2 separate regions of the Mus musculus genome follow, and region 2 is linked to region 1. Evidence: chromatin contacts called from public Hi-C data. All regions are on one chromosome and are shown on one strand. The core of a region is the stretch at or near the end of the contact, and the rest is flanking DNA. Distances in the headings are between cores, read along the strand shown. Region 1 overlaps Tmem40 (transmembrane protein 40). Region 2 holds the start of Cand2 (cullin-associated and neddylation-dissociated 2 (putative)).

Region 1 (7,749 bases), core at 3,119-5,618:
ACCCTGTCTCATAAACAAACAAACAAACAAACAAATAGCTGGGTATGGTGGCACATGCTTTTAATCCTAGTACTCTGGAGCCAGAGGCAGGTGGATATCTGTGAAATCAAAGCCGGCTTGGTCTACACAGGGAGTTTCAAGTCACCCAAGGCAACACAGTAACACACACACACGCACATGCACACGCATACACACACACACACAGGAGAAACCTGGCATGCCAGGCATGGTACTGTGGCACTCACCTGTAACTCTAGTTGCTCTGACGGTTGAGGCAGAAGAATCCTAATTTGAAGGTCACCTTGGGCTGCGTAGAGACCCTGCCTTGAAAAACATCAAAAATTAAAAACGAGAGGGTTGTTGTGATGGCCTGAGTTGAGAGAGAGAGAGAGAGAGAGAGAGAACCATCCACCATCTTTTCTTGCAGATGAGTTTTTCCATTTTGTCCTTCTCTGCTTTGCCATCGGAGCCTTGCTGGTGTGTTACCACTACTATGCAGGTGAGGCCTGCGGGGGACCTGGGGAGGGGCTGTGTGGGCGGACAGGAGTCAACCTCCACTCCTACAATGAATAGCTAATTGTTGTCTCCTGGCTGCCTTGCAGACTGGTTCATGTCCCTCGGGGTCGGCCTGCTCACCTTTGCTTCTCTCGAGACCATTGGCATCTATTTCGGGCTCGGTAAGTGATCCTTCAAAAAACTACATAGCCCCGCAGGCTCCTGGAGGGGTGGCAGCTGGGCTGGCTGGCCATCACCCTCTAGATTGGCTAAGAGCCACAATCTAAACTTTTTTTTTTTAAAGTAAATTCCTCATGTTTGTATTTTCTTCCTGACCGCATTGTGAAGTCAAAGGGAGGTCATTGGCAAAACCTTGTGGAAAAAAGGGGTTAGTTCCACAAAAAACGGTTTGAAGTGGCAAACACACATAGCTCCTCAGATACTGAAAACAAGCAAGTAGAGCCAGAAATCGAGGTCGCGGGGTTTCCTGCCCCTGTTATTACAGCCTGTGATTCGTTTTCCGTGTAATAGCTGCAGCACTGTTATTGACGTTAGTCTGAAATTGCATGTTAAGGCTCTGTTTGCGTGGGGTGTGCTTTGGCTCTGGGGCAGCGGGGGAGTGAGCCTGACCCTGGGGCCCCTTAAGGGGCCACCGTCCTTACCAACATTTCCCCCTTGTTCTCTGAGCAGTGTACCGGATCCACAGCGTGCTTCAGGGCTTCATCCCCCTCCTTCAGAAGTTCCGGCTGCCAGGTAATGGTGCCGCACGTTTCCCCATCCAAAACCCTCTCCCGATTGGGGCTTTCTCCTTGGAAAAAGATCTGTCGTCTATGGAAAGTCCCTGAGTCAGGAGGCTCGGGTTCAAGTTCTGCCTGTGTCCTGTGACCCCCCCAGATAGCCCTTTTCTGTGCTGAGAATGGAATCCGAGACCTGCAGCACGCTAGGCAAGCCACAACCCAGCCGTCTGTAGCCTCAGGCTTCTCGGCTGGAAAGCTGGTGCATTTCTTACTGCACAGACTGTCCCTAAGTGAGGAAGCATGCAGAGGGGTGTCAGCATTGAAGAAAAGCCAGGAAGTCTGTACTCCTCAAATGCTACCTCCTCCCTGACTGTATTAAGTAACTTTGTAGTTTCCTTTGAGATAGCCTGGGCTAAAGAAGAGTCTCTATGAGTGTGTGTGTGTGTGTGTTGCTAGGATGGAACCCAAGGCTTCACACAGGCTAAGAAATTGCTCTACTGCAGAGCCATACCCCCACACATTGTCTTTGACCAGCAGCCCAGCGGCTTTGGACTTGATTGTATTGTGCCTCAGAGCCTAGAAGCCAGGGATGGTGTGTTTCTGTGCTGGAGATGGGAGTGGCAATATCTCCACAACTGTGAACCATGGGGGACCCACAGTGCCTTCAGAAAGAGTCCTTTGAGGCCATCCCTGTGATGTGTGGGCATTTGAGGTGGTGGTTGGAGCAAGACAGAGTCCTATGTCATTCGTCTGGCTTTGCCTTTCAGGGTTCAGGAGAACTAACTGAGATCACTGCCTGACAGCAGCTGAGCCAGTCCCCAATGTGACCACTGTAACCACTGCCATGCCTGAGCCCAGAAGACAGAACGACGCGCTGGAAGACACCAGAAGGCCACACAATAAAGAGCTCTTTCCTTCCACGTGATCTGAGTGTCGGCACCAGTGGGCAGGCTCTTGCTCTGCAGATTAACACGCAGTCTCCGTGGGGAAGAGAAGAGGGGATAGCGTCGGGTCAGCACGGAGGAGCTGGGATGCCATTGCTCATAGGTCAACATGAATCCTGGGTTCTGCAGGCTGGCATCTGCGGGCCTGGGTCTCTCTGGTGTCCTCAGGCCATGCCCAGGAGCTCACAGTTCCTGCAGAGCCTTCTTGGGACAGCCATTCTGAGGCAGGGAGCTACCAGGCTGGGTTCCCAGGGGAACTTGTTGCAGGTAAGACGCTGGGGACCAAAGCTGCGGACCCATCATAGCTGACCAACCCTGTTGCCCTTGGACTCCTAAAATCCAAATAAATTTTCTGTTCCTTGTGCTTAAAAAAAAAAGTCGACTAAATATTCCTTTAGATTTCTTCCCCACCCCACCCCTCCTCTTTTTTTTTTAAGGATTTTTTTTTCTTTAAATACAGGCTCTTATGTAGCCCATGCTGGCCTCAAACTCTCTATGCAGCCAAGACTAATGTTGAACTCCTGATCCTCCTGCCTTCACCTCCTGAATGCTGGGATCATAGGTATGTGCTACTGTACTACTGTACTGAGTGCCTTGAACCCTATGCCTCGTGCCTGGTAGGTGAGCTTGTTACTAGCTGAGCTGTATAGCCTTACAGTTCCTTTAGGTTTCTTGAGCATGAGAACACATCTGGAGATTCCATTGAATCCATCTAGATGGGGTGAGTGCTTATCCAATTGCATAGAGTATAAACCGAGAATGTACGTATAGTGGCTTGCAGAAAATTCAGACATCTTCTACACCGGTGAGGGTAGCAAACATTCTTGTAAAAAATACCAAATGTGTGTGTGTGTGTGTGTGTGTGTGTGTGTGTGTGTGTGAATGCTAGAGGCCTGGTTTGGTTAGAGCACTTGCCTCAAGTTCACACAGCTCTGGATTTATCCCAAGCACCCCACAAACTGAGCATGGCTTTGCGTGCTGGTAATCCTAGCATTCTGGAACTGGAGGCAGGAGGTTCAGGAGTTTAAGGCCAGCCTCAGCTACATAGGGAGTTCAAGAACAGTCTAGGTGAATGAGATCCTATGCCAAAAAGATAACTGGGGTGGTACAGCCCCCTGCCTGACCAGGAACTCACTCTGGTGACCAGGCTGGCCTGGAACTCACAGAGATTCACCTGCCTCTGTGTCTTGAGTGCTGAGATGGAGGGGGATCAACCTCCGGGATGTAAGCCTGGCCCTGTGCTTTCCTGCTGACTCGGCTATAGACTTTATATCAAGGGCAACCATGGCAAGCTAGAGAACACCCCAGGAGACCACACATGTCATCATGTGTCTGTAACTCCAGTGTTCAGGAAGCAAAGGCAGGAGGGTCATTGCAAGCTGGTGGCTAGTCTGGTCTACATAGGGCGTTCTAAACTGGAAATGGCTACTTAGTGAGATTTTCTTTTCTTTTTTTTCTTTAGGAGAAAAAAACAAAAAAGATGCTGGAACCTATTTCTTTGCAATCTAAGTTAAAAAGTTAAAAACCACACAGAAGGTGAGACCAGAGTAAGACTATAAAAATAATTGAGGCTTAGGAAAGATGGCTCAGTAGTTAAGGAAGGGGCTGCTTTTGCAGTGGAGCTGGGTTCAGCTCCGTGGTGGCAATTTGAATGACAGTGGCCCCTGTAAGCTCTTGTGTTTAGTGTTTTGTAAAGGATGAGAAGGTGTGGCCTGGGGGGGAGGAGGTGTGTCACTGGGGGCAGGCTTGAGGTTTCAAAAGCCAGGCACCTTTCCCACTGTGCATTTCTCTGCCTCCTACTTGGACACAGCTCTCAGGTAGCTCCTGCCACTATGCCTTTGCCCCACCATCATGGACTCTAATCCTCTGAAACTGTAAGCTCAAACTAAATGCTTTCTTTTGTAAATTGTCTTGGGCATGGCGTCTTATCACAGGAATAGAGAAGTAACTAAGGTAGTTCCCATCACCAATATGGTAGCTCACAGCTGTCGTATCTTCAGTGACTTCTGGTCTGCATGAACACTGTCACATAAATCAGAATGAAAAAAAAAACTTTAAAAATGAAATAGGGTTGGAGAGATGACCCAACAGTTAAGAGCACTTGTTATTCGTGCACAGGACCTGGGTTCAGTTCCCTGCACTCACTCATAAGGTTGCTGACAGACATTGGTAACTCCAGTTCCAGGTGATCTGCTGCCATCTGCTGGCTTCTTCCAGCACTGCACACATGTAACCTCCAAGGATAGATGAGGCACACATGTGGTACACAGACAAACATTCAGACAAAGCACTCATACACAGAAAACAAATCTAAAAAGAAATAAAATTATTTCTTTAAATCTTTTATTAAAATCTAAAAAGAAATAAAATAAGAATTTAAGATAGGATTACCACATGACCCAGAAGCTTCACTTCTGGGAATATATGCAAAAGATATTTTAAGAACTATTTGGGGCTGGTGAGATGGCTCAGCGGGTAAGAGCACCCGACTGCTCTTCCAAAGGTCTGGAGTTTAAATCCCAGCAACCACATGGTGGCTCACAACCATCCGTAATGAGATCTGACGCCCTCTTCTGGTGTGTCTGAAGACAGCTACAGTGTACTTACATATAATAAATAAATAAATCTTTAAAAAAAAAAGAACTATTTGGACACCTGCATTCACAACAGAAATGTTCACAATAGGCTAGTTGTAGGAATAGACCTATAGTCAGCACTCAGGAGGCTGAGCCGGGAAAGTCACTAGCTTGAGGCTAACCTGGGCTCTATAGCAAGATCCTATTTCAAAATGCCAAAATTATAAAAATGATAAAACAAAACAAACAAACTTTAGAGTCTGAAGAGATAGTCCATTCAGTAAGATGCTTGCCAGATAACCATGAGGCCCCAGATTTGATCCCAGCACCCACATAGAAAGCAAAGTGTGATATGTAGTACCAGCCCTCGGGGGTGGGGAGAAAACAGGTGCCTACCGTCCAGCTGGGTAACCAGTCAGCCCCTCGTCTTAGTAAGAGACTCTGTCCCTGACATAAAGAGACTGACTTCAGACTGCTGTGCATAACTGTGCACACACACAGCCGGGCGTGGTGGCGCACGCCTGTAATCCCAGCACTTGGGAGGCAGAGGCAGGCAGATTTCTGAGTTCGAGGCCAGCCTGGTCTACAGAGTGAGTTCCAGAACACCTGGGGCTACACAGAAAAACCCTGTCTCGAAAAAACAAAAAAAACAAACAACAACAACAACAAAAACTGTGCACACACATGAACATACTCACAAGTCCATACAAAACTCAAAACCTTTTAAAATTTAAGAAGAAAAAGAATTGAAGAACCAGGTGTGACAGAAACCTTTAATCCCAGCACTTAGCAGGCAGTGGTAGGAAATAGTTCTGTGAGTTCTAGGCCAGCTGGGCTATAGAGCAAATCCCTAACTCAACAAAGCAAAACAAAATGTTTTAAGGGGCTAAAAGGGGGGGCTGGTGAGATGGCTCAGTGGATAAGAGCACCTGACTGTTCTTCCGAAGGTCCGAAGTTCAAATCCCAGCAACCACATGGTGGCTCACAACCACCCGTAATGAGATCTGATGCCCTCTTCTGGTGTGTCTGAAGACAGCTACAGTGTACTTACATATAAGAAATAAATAAATCTAAAAAAAGGGGGGTGCTAAAAGGGTCAGTGGTTGAATGTTTGCCTGGTATACAAGAGATCCTGGCTTTGAATACCCAGCACTCAAAACAAAGAAAATAAAAAGGTAAAATCTAGGAAGATGGAGAGATGGCTCAGAGGTTAAGAGCACTGACTCCTCCTTCAGAGGAACCACATGGTGGCTCACAACCATCTGTAATGTGACCTGATGCCCTCTTCTGGTGTGCATGAACGCAGCTATGGTGTACTCAAATAAATTGAATAAAAGGAAAAAAATCTATGTTTTACCTTGTATTTTTTCAACCTCAGCTTATTAGTGACCATAAAAGCAGGACATGACCGATAGGTTGAAACCCCCTAGGCATGGGACAAAGCCAGAGGAAGATGGAGGACACAGTCATTTTGGTCCTTGGCAGCCTGGATGCGTCAGAGAGAGGCTAGTTCAGCGCTTTATGCTCCCAGGTCTCCCAGCTCCGCCAAGGGTCTGAGTGGCGCACTCCCTCCCAGCCCAGTCCAGCAGTGACCTTGATGGTTCTCAGGGCCTCTGTACCACCGGAGCTTGGGCGCTGGTTACATCTCAGGCTATGGATTCCAGGAGCTCCCGTCCAAAGTGGGGTCTAAAAGAAAGCATGGAATCCTGAACTGGGCAGACAGGACTGGAAATGAAGGGGCGTTGGCCCTTGGCTGTCCTGGACCCTGGTCATCGAACTTGTGCAGTCATCCACCCACAGGCCAAAGGAACACTGAGTGTGCGCGGAGACCATGCAGGTCAGCCGACACCGGGGGAAAAGGTCAAGCCCGGGAGAACAATGACAGCTGTTTGTCTCAGTTTCCTGAAAGGGACCCAGTTCACATGTTGCTGTTCCCCAAGGCTGAGTGTTGAATGCTTGGTCCTCTTGGTGGAACTACTAGGAAGTGGTGAAATAGTGAGACAATGGAGCCTACAGAGCCTACCAGTGGGTAGAGGATTGTATACCAAGATGGCTTTAGAAAGATCTCTCTAGCTATTCTCTTCAGGCTGTGTGAACAAGACCCTGGTCCTGTAGACAGATCTCCAAGATCAGGATCAGAACTGACCAAGGCCACACTCGGCCTTGGCCACACTGGAACAGAGGGATCCTGAGGCAGACCCATGCCTGGAGACGCAGACACCTCTGACACTCACCTTTAGCTCACAGACTCCCTAATATGGCAGATGGACACACTCACCTTAGGTGGCAAGCAGAGACCTCTCCCACATACTCCCCCCTACCACTCTCCCAACCTGAGGACTTCCAGGATAGCCTTCTGTGGGCCTGGGCACCAGAGGTTTTCCACGGAGATCTCTGTCCAGGCTAGGTGTGAGGGTTCCAGCAAAGAGAAGTGAGTGCAGGCAGGGAGACAAGTCTCTGTGGTGCCTTCCAGGTCGCTTGGTAACTCCAGCTGAGTTGGGTTGGGCTGGGCCAATGAGAAGCCTATCCAGTGAGGAGTGTGGTGGGACCTCAGGTGGCTCTTCAGGAGAGAAGATCTCTTCCCAATGTCACAGCTCTTGGAACAAAAGACTCAGATGAGAAGTAGTTCTCACAAACCTTTAATTCCCTGGACGGATTTATATACAGTCTGGGGGTGATTCAGGGTTTGACAGCAGGTACCTCTCATTGGCTTGGACTGAGAATTTGGGGGAAACCTTATTTGCATGTGGGAAAGCTTGGTGCTGCTTCTACATGACTGATAACAACACACCTCTCCTGTGGGGGCTGTGGGGGCGGTAACTTCGACAGGAGCCAGGAGTCCAGGAACGCCTTCCGTCATATGTAGGTGGAAATTACCACCTACCGGGTCCCACTGGAGTTCAAGATCTACGCTCAACTGGAGACCAGGCTGTCTGTGCGCAGCCCACTGCCCCATAGTCTTCCAACTTCCCCTTCCCTCCTTACATCCTCTCAGAC
Region 2 (7,749 bases), core at 3,151-5,650, 47 kb before region 1:
AGTATTCTTCTAACTCCCAGAAACAGAAGATCTAAATATGACTTGGGTCTCTACCTAGTGCACTAACTGCAGAAGACTTCTCGGGACACCTGCTCCCACAGGCCACCATGCTTGCTAGCTCCTGCTCACACAGGAACGGGGACTTGAGTGGAAATGAGCCAGAGCAGGAGAGATGCTACAAAGAGGAGTCCAGACAAAGCCTGCTTCCCGTCTGTCACCACTAGAGTGGGGTCCCAGCCCTTACATTGCTGGCCCAGGTCTGCTGTTTGATATCATGGCCGCCCACAGAACCTGGAGGGACCCTGTCCATGCCACCATTTCTTAATTTTAACAGCTGGATCAGCCTGAAGCTGCTGAGAAAAGGCAGGAAGCTGAGCTGATAGAGAGGAAGGTACTATTGCTATCCCATCTACCACCCAGGCACTTTAGGATAAAGTTTGTTTGCTTTTGGACCTTGCTGAACTTCTGCTGCATGTGGCCCCAATGGGCCTGCCAAACTCCCATGCTCTCACTGTCTCAGTTAAGGTTTCTTCTGCTATGATAAAGATCATGACCAAAGCAACTTAGGTAGGAAAGGGTTTATGTCAGCTTACACTTCCACATCACAGTCTGTACTGGCTAGTTTTGTGTCAACTTGACACAGGCTGGAGTTATTACAGAGAAAGGAGCTTCAGTTGAGGAAATGCCTCCATGAGATCCAACTGTAAGGCATTTTCTCAATTAGTGATCAAGGGGGAAAGGCCTCTTGTGGGTGGGACCATCTCTGGGCTGGTAGTCTTGGGTTCTATAAGAGAGGAGGCTGAGCAAGCCAGGGGAAGCAAGCCAGTAAGAATCATCCCTCCATGGCCTCTGCATCAGCTCCTGCTTCCTGACCTGCTTGAGTTCCAGTCCTGACTTCCTTGGTGATGAACAGCAATGTGGAAGTGTAAGCCGAATAAACCCTTTCCTCCCCAACTTGCTTTTTGGTCATGATGTTTATGCAGGAATAGAAACCCTGACTAAGACACTATCACTGAAAGCCTGGAACTGAGACAGAGGCCGTGGAGGTTTAAAAGCATGTGCCACTACGCCCAGAGAGGCCATAGAGGAGCGCTGCTTACTGACATACAGGCACGAATGACTCTTCCAACTTGCTTCCTTATATCCCCAAGTCTATCTGCCCAGGGCCCTCATCACTCACAACAGGATGCACCCTCCCCAGTCAATCACTAATTTTAAAAAATGGACCACAGTCTATCTCTAGATCAATCTTATGGAGGCATTTTCTCAATTATGGTTCCCTCTTCTTAGGTGACTCTAGCTTGTGTCAACCTGACTTGGAAAACCAACTAGCGCACCCATCAAGAGTTTGATGCAGGGCTGGTGAGATGGTTCAGTGGTTAAGAGCGCCGACTGCTCTTCCGAAGGTCCCGAGTTCAAGTCCCAGCAACCACATGGTGGCTCACAACCATCCCTAACGAAATCTGATGCCCTCTTCTGGAGTATCTGGGGACAGCTACAGTGTACTTACATATAATAAATAAATAAATTAAAAAAAAAAAGAGTTTGATGCAAATGTTCCTGCTTCAGGGGTGATCCTGATCACCCTGACCAACACACACCTAAGCATTACAGTCTCCCTAGATAGTCACTTCAGGACTTTGCACCCCTCCTTGACAGCACTTTTCTCCCATACAGCGAATGTATGAGAACACTTCATGCACACACACCCACACACACACACACAGAAAGACATATAATATCCCCACATATATACACATACACATAATAACCCCCATACCATGCACATACACACACATATATGAATACATATACTTTCACACATGTACACACAAACAAACATACATACATAAATATATGCACATATCTTGCACACACATAAACACATGTGCGTGCACACATACTCTTGCTCAGCAGGCTCACATCTAATACTCCAAGCTCAGCAAGGAACAGGTCTGACAAGGGAGCAGGGTGAGGGCAGGAGAGTTTGTGCTCAACAGACCTTGAGCAGAGGTGTGGATCGAGGCCCCTTTTTGGAGTGTGTGTGTGTGTGTGTGTGTGTGTGTGTGTGTGAGACATATTAGATATCCTGCATCAAGTATTTACATTACCATTCCGAACAATAGCAAAATTATAGTTATGAGTAGCAACCAATTCATATTATGGTTGGAGGTCACCACAACACAAGGAACTGTATTAAAGGTGTGCAGTGTTAGGAAGGTTGAGAACCACTGGCTTAGAGCCAAGCGGCCTCGTGGAAACCCGAACCCAGAAATCAACATTCACAAATATACCGCAGCATTTCAAACACCTCAGGTCTGCAGACATCACTCTCAGAGGAAATGTCATGGTGCTGGGGTGGTGGGGATAATAATTTGACAAGCAAGAGCTCCAAAGCAGAGCGAGGCTTTAAGTAAACATACTTGTCTTATCAGTGAGGTAAAATTTGGCCAGCTGCCTCCTTAACCCCAAGCCTCGGTTTTTCCATGAATAAAACGGAAATTGTCTTTGCCCCTCTCCCACAGCATCCTTGAGGGTTTTAATAGGTCAATCTGAGCAAGCAGGCTCAGAGAGGTTACGAAGCACCAGCGTGAGGTAGGTCACCTGAATCCTCAAACAGCACTGCCTCAGTGAAAAAGGATTTGGACATCCCTGTCAGACCTCTCAAGTTCTTGGTTTTCTCTGTCAAGAGTCTGATCCCCAAATAAAACTGAGAACCAAGGCTGGCTGTCCCTTGCCTGGAACCCCAGTCAGACATTCCCCGCTGGGAACCATAAGCCATGGTCTCCTGCCATGTTGAGAGGCAGCACCATAGGACACTGGGACACATGGTGCCTGGACAGCTGGTGGGGGGCGGGGGTTGGGAGGAGGCTCAGGCTCTTGGTATTCAGACTTTTAAAAATAGAAACCATTCTCATATGCTCAGGGTGGTTTTAGGTGTCCTCAACGCTGCTGGCAGGGACAGATTTAAAGGGCTTCTCAGGCCCTGAGTGATAGAGCCAACTCCCTGATAGGCCCAGGAGTCATTCCCTCAACTCTGGCAGGCCATGTGACTTTGAGTAAGTCAAAGCCCCCTCCAGACTTCTGGAGAACAGAAAGAACTTGGGCCCAAAGAACAAAGAACAGTCTACCAGGACCTGCCCCGTTTCCCTGCACAGAGTCAGGACAACCATTCACAAAGCACTTACCTGCTACCTAAAGCACAAACAGCTAAGCTAAGGCTCAGAGGGCATGGAGTACTTTGCCCATCACTTACAGATCTAGTTAGTGATGGTTGCCGAGATCTGAAGCCAGGGCAAAGGATCCCAAGCCCTACTACCACTGTGGGGCTTAGGGCTGCACAGAGATTTTTGAGGACTGTATTTACAGGACACGGAAAAGGTCAGACCACACAAATAGGCTTCTGGCCCCTCCGGACTGGCTAGATTGGGAATCCCACTGACACCTCCAACTCTGCTTGGCCCTACCGTTAGCATTGTATCCAGGCCCTTCATGTCCCTGAACCTAATTTTCCCTGTTTGTAATCGGAGGGATAACTACTGTGACAGAAGACTCAGAATGGTGCACTGTCCTGTTGACTTGAGGGTCCACAACTGACCAACAACCCCTTTTTATCACTGAACCTCAGTTTCCCCTGCAAGAGGGGCTGCATCAGATATTCCCATTCCTCTTGCCAACTCTGTTCCTGTGTTTCTGTGGTGTTTGGAGAGGAGGATAGGAGAAAAAGAATGGGGGAGAGAGATAGCCCTCACCCCAACCTTTGCTTCCTGCTCTAAACCATCTTGGGAGAGGAGGGGAATAAGGAAGATGGGGTGGTGATGAGGGGCCAGGGAGAAAAGGCACGGGATGAAAAGAAAGAGATGAAAGAAAAGTAAAGTTTGTTAGGGTTAGGAGACCCGGTAGGGGTACAGGGTGCGGGGGATGGGGTAACCTAGAGACCGGGCAGAAGTGTGGGTCTCGGAAGATAGCCTTGGATGGAGGTTGTGCAGGGAAGCGGCCTGTTTCAATGAGGGTCAGAAGAGGACTGCACTGGGTTCCAAAGAGAGGCCGACGGGGACTTCACTGGAGAGCCTGGGGGGCGCCCAGTGTTGGGGACTTGAGAGGCCAGCACAGCAAAGGCGGGAAGAGGCTGGGGGCGGGGCTGCAGGCCCAGCCAGGCCCAGGCGAAGAGGCCGGGGGCTCCCACAGGGGTCCGCAGGGGGGGGGCAGGGGAGCAGAGGGGCGGCCGGGACAGGCTGAGACCCCTGAAAACGAGTCCCGAGCCCCCACAGGGCGCACCTGAAGTCTTTGTCGCTGGACGTCATCTTCTCCAGCAGGCTGGAGATGTAGAAGGCACCGGTACTCATGCTGGCTGCGCCGCGGGGTTGCGGGTCGAATCGAATATGGCGGCGCGGCCTCCCCTCCCCTCCACCACGCCCCCTCCCCCACCGGCCACGCCCCTTCTCTCTCTCTCTCTCTCTCTCTCTCTCTCTCTCTCTCTCTCTCTCTCTCTCTCTCTCTCTCTCTCTCTCTCTCTCTCTCTCTCTCTCTCTCTCTCTCTCTCTCTCTCTCTCTCTCTCTCTCTCTCTCTCTCTCTCTCTCTCTCTCTCTCTCTCTCTCTCTCTCTCTCTCCCCTCCTGTCCCGAGCAGGACTGAAGTAACGGGCCTGGCCCCCTCTCCTGGACAGCTCTGCTCAGCATGGGCACCAGCAGCTCACCACCCGGCCCTGACCACGCCTTCTCCCGATTGTGCCTTGAAGACCCCTTGACTTTGCTCTCTCAATGGCACTCATGCAAACAGGGACATGGGATGGCAATTCCAGATTCTACCAGGTTCCACACAGCCAAAGAACCTGAGATGAATTAAGGACGGACTTCAGGTTCCCAAAGCCGAGAGCAATAGCTGTTCCCTAAAGTTGATCACAGTTTTCCCCAGTTAGGAGGTGTGTGTGTGTGTGTGTGTGTGTGTGTGCGCGCGCGCGCGCGTAGATCTTTAGGGGGACTCTTTAAACTGGAAAGGAAGTGTCGCTTCAAATCTCTGCTACCTAGCTTGGGGAGTCACACAACCTCTGCTGGCTATTTTTAGTTACTCAAAGGAATAAAAGAAACCTTTATCTTTCTTGCTTTGTTTTGTTTTTTCTTTTTTGTTTTTGTTTTTGTTTTTTGAGACAAGGTTTCTCTGTATAGTAATTGCTGCCCTGAAACTCACTTTGTAGACCAGGCTAGCCTCAAACTCAGAGACCTGCCTGCCTCTTTCTCCCAGGTATTGAGATTAAAGGCATGCACCAAGACCCTGGTTAAGAAAGTTTTATCTTAAATGTATTAAAATTTCTGTTTTGGTTCTTCTCTACCACAGAGCCACACCCTCAGGTTGGTAAAAGGAAATCTAGGGGGCTGGGGTGTCTCATACCTGCAATTCCAGAACTTGGCAGGTGAAGGCAGGAAGGCAGGAGGATCAAAATTTCAACCTTGGCTACATAGATCCTGTCTTTAGAAAAAAAGATAAAGAAAGGAAGGATTTAAATGAGACATCTGCTACATCTTTGATTTCCGACTCCTAATCCAACTTCTCTTCCTCTAGATGACTGAACAGTGGCTACAAAGTCCCAAGCCTTGGAGGCTAGGGACCTCTACATTTCTCCTAGTCTTCTTGCTCCTGTCTCGCTCACACCTATGTGGCCATCCCAGAAGAAAGTCATTGTTTCATGAATGAGAAGGGGAGACAGCCCTTCAGGGGACTGTGAATACTCCCAGGGAGAAATATAGCAATCACTTGGCACCTTAGGCAGTTATTTAGTAAATGACAGTGGAGACAAAATTGGAATTTTTTACATTTTATCATTATTATTTATTTGTATTTTGTATCTAGGAGTTTCTTGCTCACATACACATATGTATATGTGTGTGTATATATATATATATATATATATATATATATATATATATATATGTGTGTGTGTGTGTGTATGTATGTATGCGTATGTATATATGTATATATATGTGTGTATATATGTATGTGTGTATATGTATATGTATATATATGTGTGTGTATATATATATGTGTGTGTATATATATATATGTGTGTGTATATATATATATATATATATATATATATATATTGCAGTACCCATGAAGGACAGAAGAGGGCAATAGACTCCAAGAAACTGTAGTTACCCACTGTTGTGAGCTGTCACATGCATACTGGGACCCCAGGACCTGTGCAAGAGCAATAAATGGTTTTAACTACTGAGCCATCTCTCCAGCCCCCTTTTTCATTTTTTATAACAATAGACTGATTTGGGTAAAGGTTGCTATTTCACTCCTCTGGTAAACCCTGTTTACAGTTCAGAGTTTCAGATCTTACTCCTTGAGCACTTAGTGGGACTCTGGAAGCCTGCATGTGTTGAATGAAAGCATGCGTTTTCTAACTGTAGAGTGCATCATCTTACATTGGATTTGTATTCCAATCAAACTTTTTAAAGTAATTTAAAGGTTTGTCTTATTTTATGTATATGAATGTTTAGCTTGCATGTATGTCTGTGTACCATGTGAATGCAGTACCCGAAGAGGCCAGAGGAGGGCGTCAGATCCCCTGGAACTAGAGTTATAGACGGTTGTGAACCACCATGTGGGTGCTGAGAATTGAACCCAGGTCCTCTGCAAGAGTAACAAGTGCTCAGGGCTGGCGAGATGGCTCAGTGGGTAAGAGCACTGACTGTTCTTCTGAAGGTCCTGAGTTCAAATTCCAGTAACCACATGGTGGCTCACAACCACCCGTAATGAGATTTGATGCCCTCTTCTGGTGTGTTTGAAGTCAGCTACAGTGTACTTATGTAAAATAATAAATAAATCTCTGGGCCTGAGCAAGCAGGGTTGACCGGTGTGAGCAGAGGTCCTAAAATTCAATTCCCAACAACCACATAGAAGGCTCACAACCATCTGTACAGCTACAGTGTACTCTCATACATAAAATAAATTAATAAATAAATCTTTTTTTAAAAGAAGAATAACAAGTGCTCTAAACCACTGAGCCATCCTTCTACCCATAATTAATTAACTAGTTAATTTTGGTTTCTCAAGACAGGGTGGGCTGGAGAGATGGCTCAGCGGTTAAGAGCACTGACTGCCCTTCTGAAGGTCCTGAGTTCAAATCCCAGCAACCACATGGTGGCTCACAACCATCTGTAATGAGATCTGAGATCTGATGCCCTCTTATGGGGGTGTCTGAAGACATCTACTGTGTACTTACATATAATAAATAAATGAATCTTATAAAAAAACCAAAAGACAGAGTTTCTCTGTGTAGCCTTGGCTGTCCTGTACTCACTCTGTAGGCTAGGCTGGAGTCAAACTCAGAGATCTGCCTGCCTCTACCCCTGCCCCTGCCCCTGCCCCTGGCCCTGCCTCTGCTTCTTGAGTGCTGGGCTTAAAGGTGTGCAACACCACCGCCCAACAGTAAAATCTATTCATTTTATGTGTTACAAAATTTAAATTTCCATCATCATTCTTCCTTCGAGACTGTTTTTAATGGAACTTCTGGGTGTTCAATAGCCATGCTTAAAGATTGAAATCAATAGTATAAAGAGACAAAAAGGACAGCCAGTATTCTGCCCCTGCCCTCCAAAGTCTGTTAGGTCTCAAGACAAGAGAAGAGTTTGACACCTCAAAAAGGGTTCTAAATAAAACACCACTAAGTGTGCTGCTGTGAATAAGAAATGTCTCCCATGGCCTGAGGCATTAACACACTTGGTCCTCAGTTAGTAACCCGCT

What was found. A called contact is a pair of places that touch in the nucleus more often than the background predicts.
Region 2: a contact with region 1 is called in a Hi-C map of embryonic stem cells, with 6 times the contacts expected there. The contact joins the promoter of Cand2 here to the enhancer-like site in region 1. A contact is called at or near these places in 12 of 39 promoter capture datasets (the C10 cell line, the HPC-7 cell line, Sertoli cells and 5 more), 5 of 15 datasets of contacts at CTCF or cohesin (CD8 T cells, the G1E-ER4 cell line, embryonic stem cells and 2 more), 137 of 484 Hi-C or Micro-C datasets (the 4T1 cell line, the 63-12 cell line, 8-cell embryo and 62 more), 29 of 115 datasets of contacts at active chromatin or transcription factors (CD8 T cells, the HPC-7 cell line, T-cell acute lymphoblastic leukemia and 15 more) and 6 of 9 other capture datasets (adipose tissue, embryonic stem cells, embryonic tail and 3 more).

Annotation. Positions count from the first base shown.
Region 1 is chr6:115,723,935-115,731,683 of GRCm38.p6, reverse strand. It overlaps Tmem40 (transmembrane protein 40), which reads left to right. Exons shown (of 12, transcript NM_144805.2): 9 at 428-499; 10 at 603-677; 11 at 1,186-1,248; 12 at 2,000-2,553. The coding sequence ends at 2,019. Among named protein-coding and RNA genes, the nearest start is that of Gm24008, 4.0 kb to the right of the region's middle. Within about 2 kb of position 4,368, at least 4 of the 459 cell types and tissues checked have an H3K27ac peak or open chromatin away from gene starts, as enhancers often do. A contact at or near this core is called in differentiating embryonic stem cells and embryonic stem cells, where this site is marked.
Region 2 is chr6:115,771,208-115,778,956 of GRCm38.p6, reverse strand. It overlaps Cand2 (cullin-associated and neddylation-dissociated 2 (putative)), which reads right to left and starts at 4,400. Exons shown (of 15, transcript NM_025958.2): 1 at 4,279-4,400. The coding sequence starts at 4,346. Mir7660 (microRNA 7660) reads right to left here and starts at 3,300; the gene lies at 3,238-3,300.